2 separate regions of the Sus scrofa genome follow, and region 2 is linked to region 1. Evidence: chromatin contacts called from public Hi-C data. All regions are on one chromosome and are shown on one strand. The core of a region is the stretch at or near the end of the contact, and the rest is flanking DNA. Distances in the headings are between cores, read along the strand shown.

Region 1 (7,290 bases), core at 2,975-5,474:
TATGTCCATAAGTTTGTTTCTTCTCTGAGGAAAGGTTCGTCTGTGCCATGTATTCAATTTCAAATATAAATGATTTCATATGGTATTTATCTTTCTCTTTCTGACTTACTCCACTTAGTATGAGATTCTCTAGTTCCATTCATGTTGCTGCAAATGGCATCTGATAAGGATTTTTAAATTTGCCTGGGAAAGCGAGCAACCATCAACCAAATCATTGGCAGATCACGGGGAGGGAGGAGAAAAATAGAAAACCTGGCTCCAGTGGTTGAAAGCCCCCAACCCGAAGTATCTTCTGGGAAGAAAAGCCACCTTGGCATTTTTAAGTGCATATTGTTGATGCTGAGGATAAGGTCTATTGCTTCATATTCGTGAACCCAGCAAAGGCACCCAGCTGGAAACTGGAGAATAGCACATGATTCTGAGGACTCATTCCAGAGCCAGGAAAAACTGATGGTATTTTGTTTATGTTCAAAGAAATCAATCCAGAAATCAGCCCCACAGCCAAAGTCAGCAAGATGGGGGACAACATTGCTGCCAATCGTGGAGGGGATGACCTGCATTGGAATCTTGGACTTTGAAGCTGTGTGCCCTTGGGTAAGATTCTTAACCCTCCCAGGACCTCAATTTTCTAATCTGTAAGATAGAGATGATACCTACCTCACAGAGTTGCACTGAGGATCAAAAGAGCTTCTGTGGCCTCTGGGATACTAACTGCTCACTACATGTTGGGCTTTTTTTCCCCCTCGTGTCTGCTTATCTTTGTCAAGAGCCAGGCCAGTGATGTGGGGCAACTATCAAGTTCCAGTGGCCCCCAGTACCCTTAGGAAGAACCCTTTGAGGAATTCTCCAGCTCTTTCATGCCAACGCTGTTTTTTGCTCTTTACTAAATGGGCATCCTGAGTAGCTTGCATTTGATCCCAGCAGGACATGACTCCATGCACAGCTGGGCACTGAAGGGCACTAATGCCTATTAATTAACTGTCTAATCGTCTGCTTTCATTTCCAAAATCCCAACTCTTTTCTTTCTTTCTTTTGTCTTTTTTTTTAGGGTCGCATGGGTGGCATATAGAGGTTCCCAGGCTGAGGGTCGAATTGGAGCTATAACCACGGGCCTACACCACAGCCACAACAACTCAGGATCCGAGCCGTGTCTGCAACCTACATCACAGCTCACGACAACGCCGGATCCTTCATCCACTGAGCAAGGCCAGGGATCGAACCCAAGTCCTCATGGATGCTAGTCAGATTCGTTAACCTCTGAATCATGACGGGAACTCCCCAAATCTTTTCTTATTCCATTTTAGGTTATTTGAATCCCTATGTAAGGAAGCTGCTGAGGCAGACCTTTGCTCTCTCCTCTCCTCATTCATCCTCTCAGCCTCTCCCTCTTCTCCCTTAGATTCCCTTTGCCCACCCCATGTCTTGGCTCTCCATCTTTTTTCTACCTCCTTTGCTAACCCTTATCCGAAAACAGTGCTTATGGAGAGAGTAGTTAAAAGCGTCTCAAGTGGGAGCTCCTGTCGTGGTGCAGCAGAAACGAATCTGACTAGGAACCATGACGTTGTGGGTTCGATCCCAGGCCTCGCTCAGTGGGTTAAGGATCCTGCATTGCCGTGAGCTGTTGTAGGTCAAAGATGCGTCTCGGATCTGGTATTGCTGTGGCTCTGGTGTAGGCTGGCGGCAACAGCTCCGATTAGAACCCCTAGTCTGGGAATCTCCACATGCCGTGGGTGTGGCCCCAGAAAAGACAAAAGACAAAAAAAAAAAAAAAGTGTCTCAAGTGGATCCATGGTCAGGCTTGGTGGGGGGACCATTGCACTTCCTCTTTGCCCTGATACCAGCCAACCCTCAGGCCCACTTTCCCGTCCCTTCACACTAGGCTGGGTAATAGGATGACAAAGCAAAACATGATTGCAGCCCTTAGGGAACTCTCAGTCTAGTGGGAGAGACACAAGCCCCGTGGCGTTTATGAAGAGCTGGAGAGGTGGGAACAGAGATGGGAAAGTCTCTGCTTGCCTCCGAGGGGTCAGGGAAAGCTCAACAGAGAAGGGAGACATGAACTTGGCCTTGAAGTCTGAGTATATTTTTCCAAATGGAGACAGGGTCTAAGGATATCCCAGGGGAGGACGTGGCATGGAGAAAAGAAGGTCAGTGTGTGTTTGGGGCTCTGTGTAGCCAGTTGGTAAGATCTAGGAGATGAGCACTAATGAATCTTAAAGGAAAATCTGGAGCCAGTTCACCGAGGGTGGGCCTGCTTGTGGCCAGTGGGACTGCAGCTGGGTAGGGTAGAAGGCTGAGGAGGCTGGACCTGGTGAATGTTGCACAGGGACGCGATGACAGCCATGTTTTAATAAGGTAACTCTGGAAGGCAGAGAGACCAGAAGAAGAACAGAGGCCAGTTAGGAGGCTGCTGCAATGGTCTTGGCATAAGCCAGGGCCCTGAACTAGTGTGCTGATCTTGGGAATGGAAATGAAGGGGCAGAGAGGAGATGCCCCTGGGTCTAATTCTGAAGCTCTGGCCTTTGTCCTGAATTCATGCTTCACTTTTTCCCCAAAACCTTTTCCCATTATGATCTTAGTGGATGCTGGGCCTCAACCCTAACTCCCACTTCAAAGTGGTTTTATCCCAAATCTCTATCTCGGGATTGACTTTTCACCTACCCCTAGGATCAAATTGTGGCTGTTTTCTAAACATTCTCAAAATACCATCTCAGCGGCATGTTCAAAACTGCCACTGTGGTGCCTGCCCTTTGGTCCTAAGCCAGCCCAGGAGAACCGTGGACCTCAGCCACCTCATGGGCTTTTATGGGGCCTCGCTTGCGACCAAAGGATCATTTTACACCATTTGAGGGCCAATTTGATTTCCCAGTTTTAAACCACCAATTCCATGTGGACTCAGAGGATTCAACGTGTTCACACCTTGGGGATGGGCTTCTTTCCTTCACTCCCTGTGTCAAGTCCCTCAGCAGTGGCCCTCAGCCAGGGGTGGGTCCTCCTAGGCCCTGGAAGTGTTTGGAGATATATAGAGGCATTTCTGATTGTTTCAGTGACTCCAGGGTGCTAAGTGGGCCGGGAGTCAGAATGTTAAACACCTTGCAATGCACAGGAGCGTGTCACACTGCAAAGTCTCAACCTCAAGTGCCAATAGTACTCTCATTGAGAACCACTGTGACCATGAGCTCAGTGAGGCAGGGATTCTGGCTATTTCAGGGTTTTGTTTGTTTGTTTGTTTGTTTTTGTGTTTGGGTTTTTTTGTTTGTTTGTTTTGGTTTTTTGCTTTTTTTTAGGGCTGCACCCGTAGCATATGGAGGTTCCCAGGCTAGGGGTCCAATCAGAGCTACAACTGCTGGCCTACGCCACAGCCACAGCAATGTGAGATCCGAGCCACGTCTATGACCTACACCACAGCCCATGGCAATGCCGGATCCTTAACTCACTGAATGAAGTCAGGGATCGAACCTGCAACTTCATGGTTCCTAGTCGGATTTGTTTCTGCTGCGCCACAACGGGAACTCCAATTCTGGCTATTTTGTTCTCTACTATGTTCCTAGCATGCAGCAGTGCACAGCCCATGAAGGTGTGCAAGGAGTGTTTGTTTAATAAATCGACTCATCCCTTCATATAAGCAACTCCTACTGAGCACCACCTTTGGTGTTGGGGATGGAAGAATGAGCAAGACTAGGAGACTTTGTACCTCAGTGAGCCTTAGCCGGGTAGGGTAAAGAGGATCCTGAGATGGAGGCTAAAAGTCAAGAACACGTCATCTTCCATAACTACCATGGGGCCCTTTCCTAGCTAGTGGAACACATTGCCAGTTAAATGCTGAATTGAAGATTCGTTCATTCATTCAACCAGCGCTGGAATAGCACATGATCTTTTCAAAGTACTTTCTCAGACGCGGTCTTGCCAGAGTTGGCCTGGGAGGAGAGGAGGGTTGGGGCGGGGGCTGGAAGCAGAGTTGAGGTCTGAGAGGTTCCTGCCCAGCTCGGCCGGAACAGACAGGCCCAATCAGATGGTCTCTTGGGATTGGGGTGGGGGTGGGGTCTGGTGCGAATGGAAATATGTGCCACATGGCCTGAATTGCAAGGGCCGGCCTCAGGCTCCCACAGCCCCCAAACACTTCCAGATGGGTTTATTTATAAGTCCCAAAGCAGAGGCAGCACTCGGTTCCCTTCCCTCACTCTCCTCCCTACCCCTCTGGAGCAAGCCTTGGCCGCCTGTTTCCACTCCGGAAACCAGCAGGAGACAGGGAATGTGCTGCCACAGCCACAGCCTGGGTTCCTGGTCACGGCCTGTCCCCTGGGTGGCAACAGCAGCTCACTGTGTGGGTGCCAGCTGAGCTGGCCACGCTCCTGCCCACCAAGCCCATGTGGGCTGTCTCTCAGGGCCAACTGCTAAACGGGTAGTGTGAGCTGGGCACTTTCCCTCTGCAAGTTTCTATTCCAGATCTGCCTCCACTTCATAAAGCCAATCACACTCACTTCTTCCTGTTTCCCATTTCTGGGAGATTCTGAGCTCTCTCCCCTCCCACCTTCTCCCTTCTCACCGTACAGGCTGCCAGAGGCTTTGGACTTGGACATTTTCTAAGTCAGGACACTGGAGCTCAGACAGGCTGAGTGACTTGCTCAAGGTCACACGTGTTCAAGAGCAGAGCCAGACACTGAAAGCCCCAAGCTTTGTCTCTGATGCTAGTGCCTCCTGAACCTTAAGTTTCCTCATGGGTGAAGTGGGGCAAATGCACTGCAGGGTGGTCTGGTTGGAAGTGTGGGCTCTGGAACTGCTCTGCATCAAGCATGTGCTGGTTTTGTCATTTACTGGCTGGATGACCTTCAATGAGTCACTCTTCCTCTTCGTAACTCAATTTCTTTATCTTTCTTTGAAAGATTACGGAGAGAACGGATTGAAATGGCTCAGCACAGTGTCTGGCCCATACTAAGCCCACAATAAATAATAACCAATATGATAGTTTATTGCTCAGTTACATCATTAGAAAGCTCGCAGCTCCCATCTCTTGAAATATGGGCCAGGCCTCGTGACTCTTCACACGTAGAGAACAGTAAACTTGGGTTTGGAAAGATTAATGATTTGCCTAAAGCCACCCTTGTAGGAATAGAGGAGGGGCTTGAACCTAGTTCTAGGTGAGTCCAAGGTTATGGATTCCATGGTTGTTGTTGTTGTTGTTTATAGTTTTATAGACTCTATAGAGTCTGAAGGATTAAAGCCCCTTTATGTGCCCTTAGCTGAGTCTGCCCTGCCTCCCTCATCCCCCACCCTGCCCTATCTTGCCTCCTTTGGGACTGGCCCAGAAGCATCCTTATCCCAGAGGTTCAGCCCACCCCACTGACCTGAGCATTTGGGTGACCTTAAGCAGAGCCCATGAGCACCACCTGGGACTGAGGCCTTCACACCTCCTTCCTCTCCTAACCATGGCTGGAACTGGTTGGTGGCTAGAGGGAACAGGGTGGCAAAGAAAGCAGATGAAGTTTCCAGCATTAGGCTTCTACATGCACCATAATCAGTTTCCTGTACAAGCTCTTTGCCCTCAAAGTTACTCAGAACCAAAGTGTGGCAAACCCACCTCTCTGTCTCCAAGGGTCCAAAAATTTTCCTGCAGCTGTTCAGCAACACATGACACCAGATTTCTCCCCCAGCGGGAGTCTACGGTATTCTCACATTCCTTTCTGCTTGCTGCTGCGCAATGAGACACACAACATTTCTGCATGTCTTCCCATCCCACACCACGAGTCAGTCCCACCAGTGACACATGTGGGCATGGAAATCAGCAGACGCTTCTCCCAATTGCTCGTGATTCACCAAATGGGCTCCAATCCCATCAACAATTTGGTTTGATCTAGCTATATTTCCCTCATCTTTTCAGTGGGCTGCCCAGGATGCTCAGAATTCCTGAGAGTCCAAGAAGTGCAGAGTTGCTTCATAAATGCCCAGCACAGAAAGGGCATTTCATAAATGCTTCATCACTATCCAAACAAAGTAACTCTCAGAGTTTGTGAACAAACATTACCAGAGAATCCCAGGAGCAGCTCCTCTCTGCTTCCAGCACTAATGCTCAGGAAAGCTTCCTCTTCAAGTGCAGGCATTGGCCCTTACCCCAGAAACGACCAGATCTGCAGCCCCAGCCCCACTGTATAGGCTCTCTGAGCCTCAGTTTCCCTCTCTCTTGTTCTAAAGCATCTAATGTGTGTCAAGTACATGGTACTGTCTCCACAGAGAAAGTACACTTATAAAGCTTTACCTTGTAGTAAAAGTAAATTTTTAGAGAGTTCCCACTGTGGCACAGTGGGTTAAGAATCTGACTGCAGTGGCTTGGGTCACTGTGGAGGTACAGGTTCAATCCTCCTGGTGCAGTGGGTTAGAGGACCCAGCATTGCAGCAGCTATGGTATAGGTCATAGTTGTGGCTTGGACTCAATCCCTGGCCCAGGAACTTCTATATACCACGGGCGTGGCCATAAAAAGAAAAAAAAAGTAAATTTTTACATATTCTAGAGGCATCTAGAGGATGAATCAGGACATTCTTTATTCTTTCAATACTTACTGAGCATCTACTATATACAGAGCTGCATGAGAGAAAAAAAATAAATTCAAAATTGAGTTTCTTTCCTCCAAGAGACTATAATGTGGCTGGACATTTAGACAAGCAGGGAATATCTCAGAATTTCCTAATGCCTTTAGGAGCCAGGCAAGTACTATAAATGAGTGAATGAGGTTGGAGCAATATAACAATAATAACAACAACAGCTACAATAATAATAATAAGTGGCGAGGACTGTGGGGAACTGGAGAGCAAGAGCTCCATCTAACGGGGAAGCCGCCACTACAATCCAGGAAAAACTACCATCCTATGGGAATGCAGAGCCAGTATCACTAGATTTCTCTGTTTTTCAAAGAAGCCGGAAATCCAGAGTGAATGGGAAGATTATTAATCGTGACATGGTTGCAATAATTTGGAAAAGAAATAAACTTCATGCAGACCAAACCAAACATATCCGCGGGCATTATTTGGCCCACCAGCCACCAGTTTGCGACCTGTCCATAACAATAGATGATAGCTACTGACAATACATCCTGGAGGCGCTCAGAGGAGGACACGAGTCCCTTGGGCTGATATGCTCTGGAAAGCTTTCCTCAACGTGGTCAGATTCAGACGCAGCCCCAGAGTGTAGCTGTGAAGCTGATGGGTGGATTGGAGGGGCACAAAGCTTTTAGCAAAAGGAGAGAAGGGAGGGGAACCAAGAAGGTTGTGGTCAGAGCTCAGAGGCAGCAAAGAAGT
Region 2 (7,290 bases), core at 2,409-4,908, 560 kb before region 1:
CTCCACCCCGCCACTGCCAGAATTACTCTTTTCCTCACTGTTATCTGGCCATTGGACTCCTTGTGTTCCTTGAACATACCAGCCATGTTCCCATTTCCAGGCCTTTGCCCTTCCTGTTCCCACTGCCTGAAATAATCTTCCCAGTTATGCCCTTCACCTCCTTCAAGTCTTTGCTTAAATATCACTTTCTCAGTAAGGCCTTCCCTAACCATGTGTTTAAATTTGCACTGCCAAAAAGCCTCCCATTGTCCTTCCTCATTTCTATCGTTCTCCATACTATTGACCACCTAAAAACTTATTTTTCTTATTCATTATTTATTTCATGCCTTACACCCCCTCCTAATAGAACATAAGCTTCATAGGAGGTAAGAGTTTTTATTTGTTTTATTCATTACTATAGCTTCACTGCTTAGAATTCTGCCTGGCACATAGAAAATTCAATAAAGTTTTGTTGGGTGAATGAGTGTGAAAGTTGGAATGGATGAGCTGAGAGTTGAGTGTGAAACATTGATTCCCAACCCTCTGGGGGAGTGACCCTCATGGTACTTCCAGTTGACTTATGGAATGTCAAAATTTTTGGAAAATAAAGAATAAAGTTATTTAAATTGGAAAGATGAATTAGTGCCTTCTCAGCAGGCTTTCAATAGATAATTGTTAAATAAATCAATGGTGATATCTTAAGAGATGAAATTATCAGAACCAGGAGAAGGGGGGGAGGGAGGGAAAAGGGAGAGAGAAGAGAGACAAGGGAAGAGGTGATTCCACATGGCAGTCAGAGGTTTGAGTGTTCACAAAGTCAAATAAGCAGTCAATACGTCATTGTTCCAGCATATTGAATATGACTAAACTGTGGGTTATATAAGCTTTGCTTTTTAACCAAGAGCCCACTAGAGGGAGTGCGCGGTTAAATCAAGAATGTTCTCTGCTTGATGAAATTCTCTTAACGTCATCCACATTTCTATTTATTGATCTGATGTTCGTCTAAATTGTTTCATCAGTTCGAAGTGTTCTCTTAAGCTAATTTCTTTCATCATCCCAGTATCTGGTTCAAAATAGGTCTTCAATAAATATTTATAGTTTGAATGAAAGAATGAATATTTAGAATCAAGAGACTCTCACCTTAAAATTTGTGTTTTACTAATTAACCAGTCACTCTTTCCATTAAGAAACTGTCCTTCAGTGTTCGTAACCTGGCTGATGAATATAGCATCCATGGTCCTTGGTGCTTAAAGAAGCCCTAGGCAGGAAGAGGGCAGGAGTCTGACTCGGAGTTTGTGTGCTTTATCTGTGTAGTGCCTGAACTAGAAGTCACTAAAGGCCAGGCTGCCTCTGCTCCTACACCCAGCTCCTCTCTGCATCAGGAGGGGCTGGCAGCTGATGGAAGATGCAGGTCCCCCAGGCTGGCTTGCCCCCCCCACCTCATCCCCCAGTTAGTTCAACTTCTGAAAATGGGGATTTCACTGCTTTTGAAACCTGTAGCCTAACGTGGGTTTTAGAGGTGTAGGGTTGTTGGGATGAAGAAAGTTAAATAAGCTTTGCTTGCTATCTTAATGATCAACTGTTCCCATTAAAACTCTCTGAAGGGATTTGGGGTGCCTGCATTTACAGCTTTCTGAGGGATCACTGTGGGGAGTATGGAGTCCTTGTCCTGTTGTCATCTGATGGAGGAAGTCTCCGAGTGCCCTTGATTCAGGCCCATGGCTAGGCCCTCAAAGCCTAAGAAATATAGTACATTTTTAATAAACTTTTTTTTTAAGAATAGTTTTTGATTTACAGAAAAATTGAGCAGAAAGTAGAGTTTCCATGTACCCCATACCCAGTTTCTCCTATTATTAACATCTTACATGAATAGAATACATTTGTTATTTGTTTATTTATTTGTTTGGCTGTACCTATAACATGTGAAAGTTTCTGGGCCAGGGATTGAACCCAGTGGTGACAACACAGGATCCTTAACCCACTAGGTCACCAGGGAACTCTAATACATTTGTTAATATTAATGAACTGATATTGATATGATTCATAGTTTATTCACACTTTGTTATTTTTTGCCGAATGTCCTTCTTCTGTCCCAGGACCCCATGAAGGATACATTTTGTTGTCATGTCTCCTTAGGCTCCCCTAGACTGTGACATTTTCTCAGGCTTTCCTTGTTTTTGATGACCTGGACAAGTTTTGAGTAGAAGTGCTAGAAGTAATATTCAGTAGTATATATTTTTCAGTCTGTTTTATACATTTTAATGTTTTTCAGTCTATTTAAAGGCATCATTTCAAATAGCCTGAGACATGTAGGCTGTGTTTATTGTTCTTTTAAGCACCAATTTTTATAACAAATCTGAATAATTCCTGAAGCTGGTCCTTGCTAGAGCAGGGCAAGTATCTACAGCACTGGTGAATTTTTCTGAAACTGTGTGCACTTTGAGTAAGTCTTTCAATCTATTGTCCATGCTCACCAAACCCTTGCTGGTCTCATCTTTTCTCAGAAAACTTAAAAGAAAATTGAAGGTGCAAATTCAAAGTGTGTATCTAGAATTAACTGGTCTGACTTGCTCTATTTTTCTATACTTGATCTTAGCCAAAAGGCCAAGAAGCGATGACTTGCTATTTCTTCCTACTGTCTGAACTGTAGTGAGAGGCTTGTTCTCAGTTTTTCTGATTAAAAATAAGGACCAAGAATTCTGTGAGAAAAAAGAGGAAGGACTGAAAGTTAGATAGAGCCACATAGCTTTATCTTAATTTTCTACCTCAACTCGTCTTTAATATAAACTGTATTATCACTGAATTATCATTGAGTTTATTATTAAGATAAAACTCAGCTTTATATTTTTTCCATTATGTTTTCAAATATTTAATCCCACTACCCACACAGATTCTTATACAATCAATACCACTAAATTTAGTTGGAGTGCTAGTAAGCTACATTCACTTCCTAGCTAGTCTTTGCTAGAATTGGGTGGATTTTTCTTCTGAGAATCTTTCTTTTCCATGCCTTTTGTGTATTGTCTTTGGACTTTAGTAAGAAAATGGCTCTTTAAACTCTCTGGAGGCTGGGGGCAAATCAAGGTAAAGTGTAAATTGAGAGGAATTGAAATCACTAATCTTGCCTGATGTACTTTAATATAACAGTAATTATAGATCATACAAGGTGGATTGAGTCAAGTTGTAATTATGGACTTTATTCCAGACAACTAATAAAACTTCTCTAGGAGATTATTAGAATTTCCCCTAAGAGGTATCTCGAAGGTTGTTAAGGTCTCATTAATGCTTTGACCAGGAATTCCTTTCTATGTATTTCCTATAGGAGAGATATATACCTGTAAAGAAGGTGCCCCAATTAACTTTAGAGACTTCTGTTTGCCCTTCAAGGCTTATTTCATATAAACAATATCAATGTTTACTAAAAATTTCTCAGAATTGCATGCTAGCTGTAGGAAATGTGATGTAAATAGTTGGAATTCAAACATTTTACATGGAATAAAATTAATTATTGGGAGGGACAGTACAAATTATGAAACTTTTCAAATTATTCAGGTAAAGGTTTTTCCCACCATATTAGGTGGCAGCTTTGGAATGGGCTTAAGGTTTAACTCAGGTCATGGAGACTGAACAATTTATCTGTGTTAGTACTCAAGTGCATTTTTGTTTCTGACGAAGGTTGGTTTTCTCATAGGCAATGTCAGTGGCTATTTAGCTCAGGCAGTTAGAACACAATGCTAGTAGGGCCAAGACCAGGATTTTTGTCCTTGTACAAACCAGTTAGTTTTCACTGATGGTAGTGCTATTGGCCACACTATCTACTGGCTGTCCATCTCTTCAAAAGCATATCCTCGGATGCAAGGGAAGCCAGACTGGGGGATGCAGACTGGTAAGTGTAAATCTTTACCACCTTTGAGAAAAACAGTCCAAAGTCCCTTTTGCTGTAAAGACTGGGTCACCTGCACCATTTGTACTGGTTTGCCTCACTGTGTTGTTATGGGTACTCTAAAATGCAGAACTATGTCCATTGCTTTCTCTGTTTTATATCCTATTAGCTCAGGAAAGATTTTCATTCCATTGAGCACCAGACTGTGGGGTATATTTTTGGAAGCAAGTGTAGGTGTACCAGAGCCAAAAAAGGTTGGGAACAACTGTAGACAAACTGATCTCACTGTTCTTAGAGCTGCCAACTCTAGGCTTAGAGCCCTTAAAGTGGACTATAAATGTAGAGTAGGTGGTTGAAAGAAAATCCGTTATGTAGAACTAATTTCTGGTTTCCCACAATCAGGTGCATGTATTTTTGTGTGCCTGTTTTATGTGGTGAGAAGCAGGTGTGCACAAAGCTGATTTATTTAGCTCTGTTAATTTAAAACTGGGGTCTTAATGAAGGGAAAATTGTGACTTAGATAATTAGGATAGTTAGTACTTTGGATCTTTTACAAATGCCTTTATTTAAACTTATGATGATAACATTTCTGTCAAGGAGGTGTAGGTTAAGGTAGGAACTTTTTGATAAGTCAGAAAATGAAGCAGAGAGACCAAGGTCCTTCCTCAGTTTCTATCACTGAAACGTGGAAGTCTCTAAGAGGACTTGCAACTATGAAATCACATTACAGAAGGATTTCTGGTTTTTCAGTCTCCCTCTTTGACAGAGGAAACAATGGTGTTATAAATAAACACAGAAACTCTTGATCTGTAAAAGTCATTGAGTCAGTTCTCACAAGAGACAGCAACATGAACTGGCCGCAGGAGTAGTGAACAGGGTGTTAGAAAAGGGAGCCTACAGAAGAAATGACGAGGTTTGGACATTAAGCATGGAAACATCTGATTATATAATATGTTAACCAGTCATAAGCTATAATGACACAAGCTAGAATTTGTTCATTTTTCCTTCCCTGGATCATTATACTAAGCAGAGAAGAAAGGAAAGCCAATGTGTCCTAATAGTAATTTCAGCATTGTCTTAAACGTCCAAGTACAGGTGTACTCCAATTTAAGAAAATGTAAGAAATTAAACAAAAAAGCATGTTGCCAAATGGATAGATACAGGGATTGGATGGAGAACTCATTTTATAGAAGAAGCTTCACTATGACAGGATTCACCCACTGATTTCCTTAAATTAACGTTTCTGGTGAATTCAAGTTTGATTCGCAAAGAGTCAGTTATCGCATAACTTTTTATGAATATGTCTGCTACAAGTTTTAGCTTAGTAATACCATTTGTAAAATATGTATATTTTACAATAGAGTCTGTATACTAACATACAGAGCAGATTTCAATAATTTTATTTTCCTGATTTTTTGAAGCACTATATGACCTGTGTAGATTTACATGTAGGCCAAAGCATAAAAGCAGGATTATGAGCACTGTCTAGAGAGAAGAAGAGACATGATGGTACTAAGGGAGGATTAGAATTAGATGGGCAAGAGATATAAAAAGAAAAAAAAATTGAGAAATTTTGGCCATTTCCGATTTCTGGGAAAGCTATCTTGCTTTCTATCTCTGGTGTACCTTTTGCCTCTGACTAGTTAGTTGAAGTTTTCTCTCCTGCTGATCTCCTATAATCATTTCAGCTCTTAAACATAGAAATTATCCATAAGGGTACAAATAGCATCATTTGGTGAAGCAACAACAATAGAAGCACCAGTGACACATTCCAGGAATGATTAAGAGGTTCAATCAGCTAGTACTGGAAATGGGGGGGGAGTACCTTATTTGAAAGTAAGAATGCAACTTTGCTAAGCACAACCCTGAATCATAAAGGGCTTTGATAAGAGTGCCCTTAAGTGCAAAAGTTACAGCTAGAAAAATTGCCCTTGTCCTGAACTACCAACAACTATGGAAATTTGCAGAAATTTCAACAACTGCAGCATTGTCGAAAATGGACAGAATTATAAAAACCTATTTCAGAACTTCTAGCTAATGCCAGTTAAACACCAAAAATAAATGAAGTAAATAAATTTCTAAAGGGCATCTTCCCACATCAGAAAAAGCATAAGCTGTTTTCTTTATCCTTTCATGTAACAATCAGAATATATCAAGTTCTGGGAGTTTCCTTCGTGGCTCAACGATTAACGAACCTGACTAGGATCCATGAGGATGCAGGTTCAATCCCTGGTCTTGCTCAGTTGTTTCAGGATCCAGTGTTGCCATGAGCTGTGGTGTAGGTCGCAGACGTGGCTTGGATCCCGAGCTGCTGTGGCGTAGGCCAGCAGCTGTAGCTCTGATTAGACTCCTGGCCTGGGAATTTCCATATGCTGCAGGTGGGGCCCTAAAAAAAAAAAAAAAAAGCAAAAAAGAATATATCAAGTTCTGAAACTACCATCTCTAGCTCTGCATTTCAAGAGTCATAACTTCTTGGAGTTCCTGTCGTGGCTCAGTGGTAACGAATCTGACTAGTATCCATCCATGAGGATGTGGTTTCAATCCCTAGCCTCTCAGTGGGTTAAGGATCCGGTGTTGCCGTGAGCTGTGGGGTAGGATGAAGATGCAGCTCGGATCCCGCATTGCTGTGGCTGTGGCATAGGCTGTTAGCTATAGCTCTGATTGGACCCCCAGCCTGGGCACTTCCATATTCCACAGGTGCAGCCCTAAAAAGACAAAAAAAAAAAAAAAAAAGAATCATAGCTTCCTTCCATTTCTTTGGGTCTTCTGTAATTTTTCTCAATAATGTTTTTGTAGTTTTCAGTATACAGCTTTTTTTTTCCAAATACAAATATATTTTTCTTATACTTCTTTTGTTAAATTTATTCCTATATGTAGAGTTTTCTTAATTTCACTTTTGTATTGTTCATTGCTATGGTATAGAAATATAATTGATTTTTGTATTTTGATCTTGTATCCTTCAATCTTGCTAAAACTTGTTTATTACTTCTAATAGTTTTTTAGTAGAACCCTTAGGATTTTCTCTATACAAGATAATGTCATACTAGCCTCATAAAATGAGTTAAGAAATGTTCCCTCTGCTTCTAGTTTCTGGAAGACATTATAGGTAATTGGTATATCGTTTATTCCTTGAATGCTCAGTAGAATTCGCTAGTGAAACCATCTGGGCCTGGACTTTTTTACAGAAATTGACATCATGATCCTAAAATTTGCATGGAATTGCAGGGACCCAGAATAGCTGAAACAATCTTTACAAAGAACAAAATCAGAAGATTCACATTTTCCAATTTCAAATCCAACTACAAAGCTACAGTAATCAAAATAGTCTGTTGCTGGCATAAAGGAAGACATATAGGTCAAATGATAGAATTGAGAGTTGAGAAATAATTCCGTACATACATCCATGGTCAGTTGATTTTGGACAAGGA

What was found. A called contact is a pair of places that touch in the nucleus more often than the background predicts.
Region 2: a Hi-C map of embryonic fibroblasts shows a contact between it and region 1, with 4 times the contacts expected there. The contact joins two enhancer-like sites. A contact is called at or near these places in 4 of 47 Hi-C or Micro-C datasets (embryonic fibroblasts, fetal skeletal muscle, heart right ventricle and 1 more).

What each region holds. Positions count from the first base shown.
Region 1 is chrX:57,857,270-57,864,559 of Sscrofa11.1, reverse strand. The region is part of intron 2 of NHSL2 (NHS-like protein 2); the gene reads right to left. Among named protein-coding and RNA genes, the nearest start is that of NHSL2, 120 kb to the right of the region's middle. Within about 2 kb of position 4,224, at least 9 of the 83 cell types and tissues checked have an H3K27ac peak or open chromatin away from gene starts, as enhancers often do.
Region 2 is chrX:58,419,934-58,427,223 of Sscrofa11.1, reverse strand. The region is part of intron 4 of HDAC8 (histone deacetylase 8); the gene reads left to right. Among named protein-coding and RNA genes, the nearest start is that of HDAC8, 27 kb to the left of the region's middle. Within about 2 kb of position 3,658, at least 2 of the 83 cell types and tissues checked have an H3K27ac peak or open chromatin away from gene starts, as enhancers often do.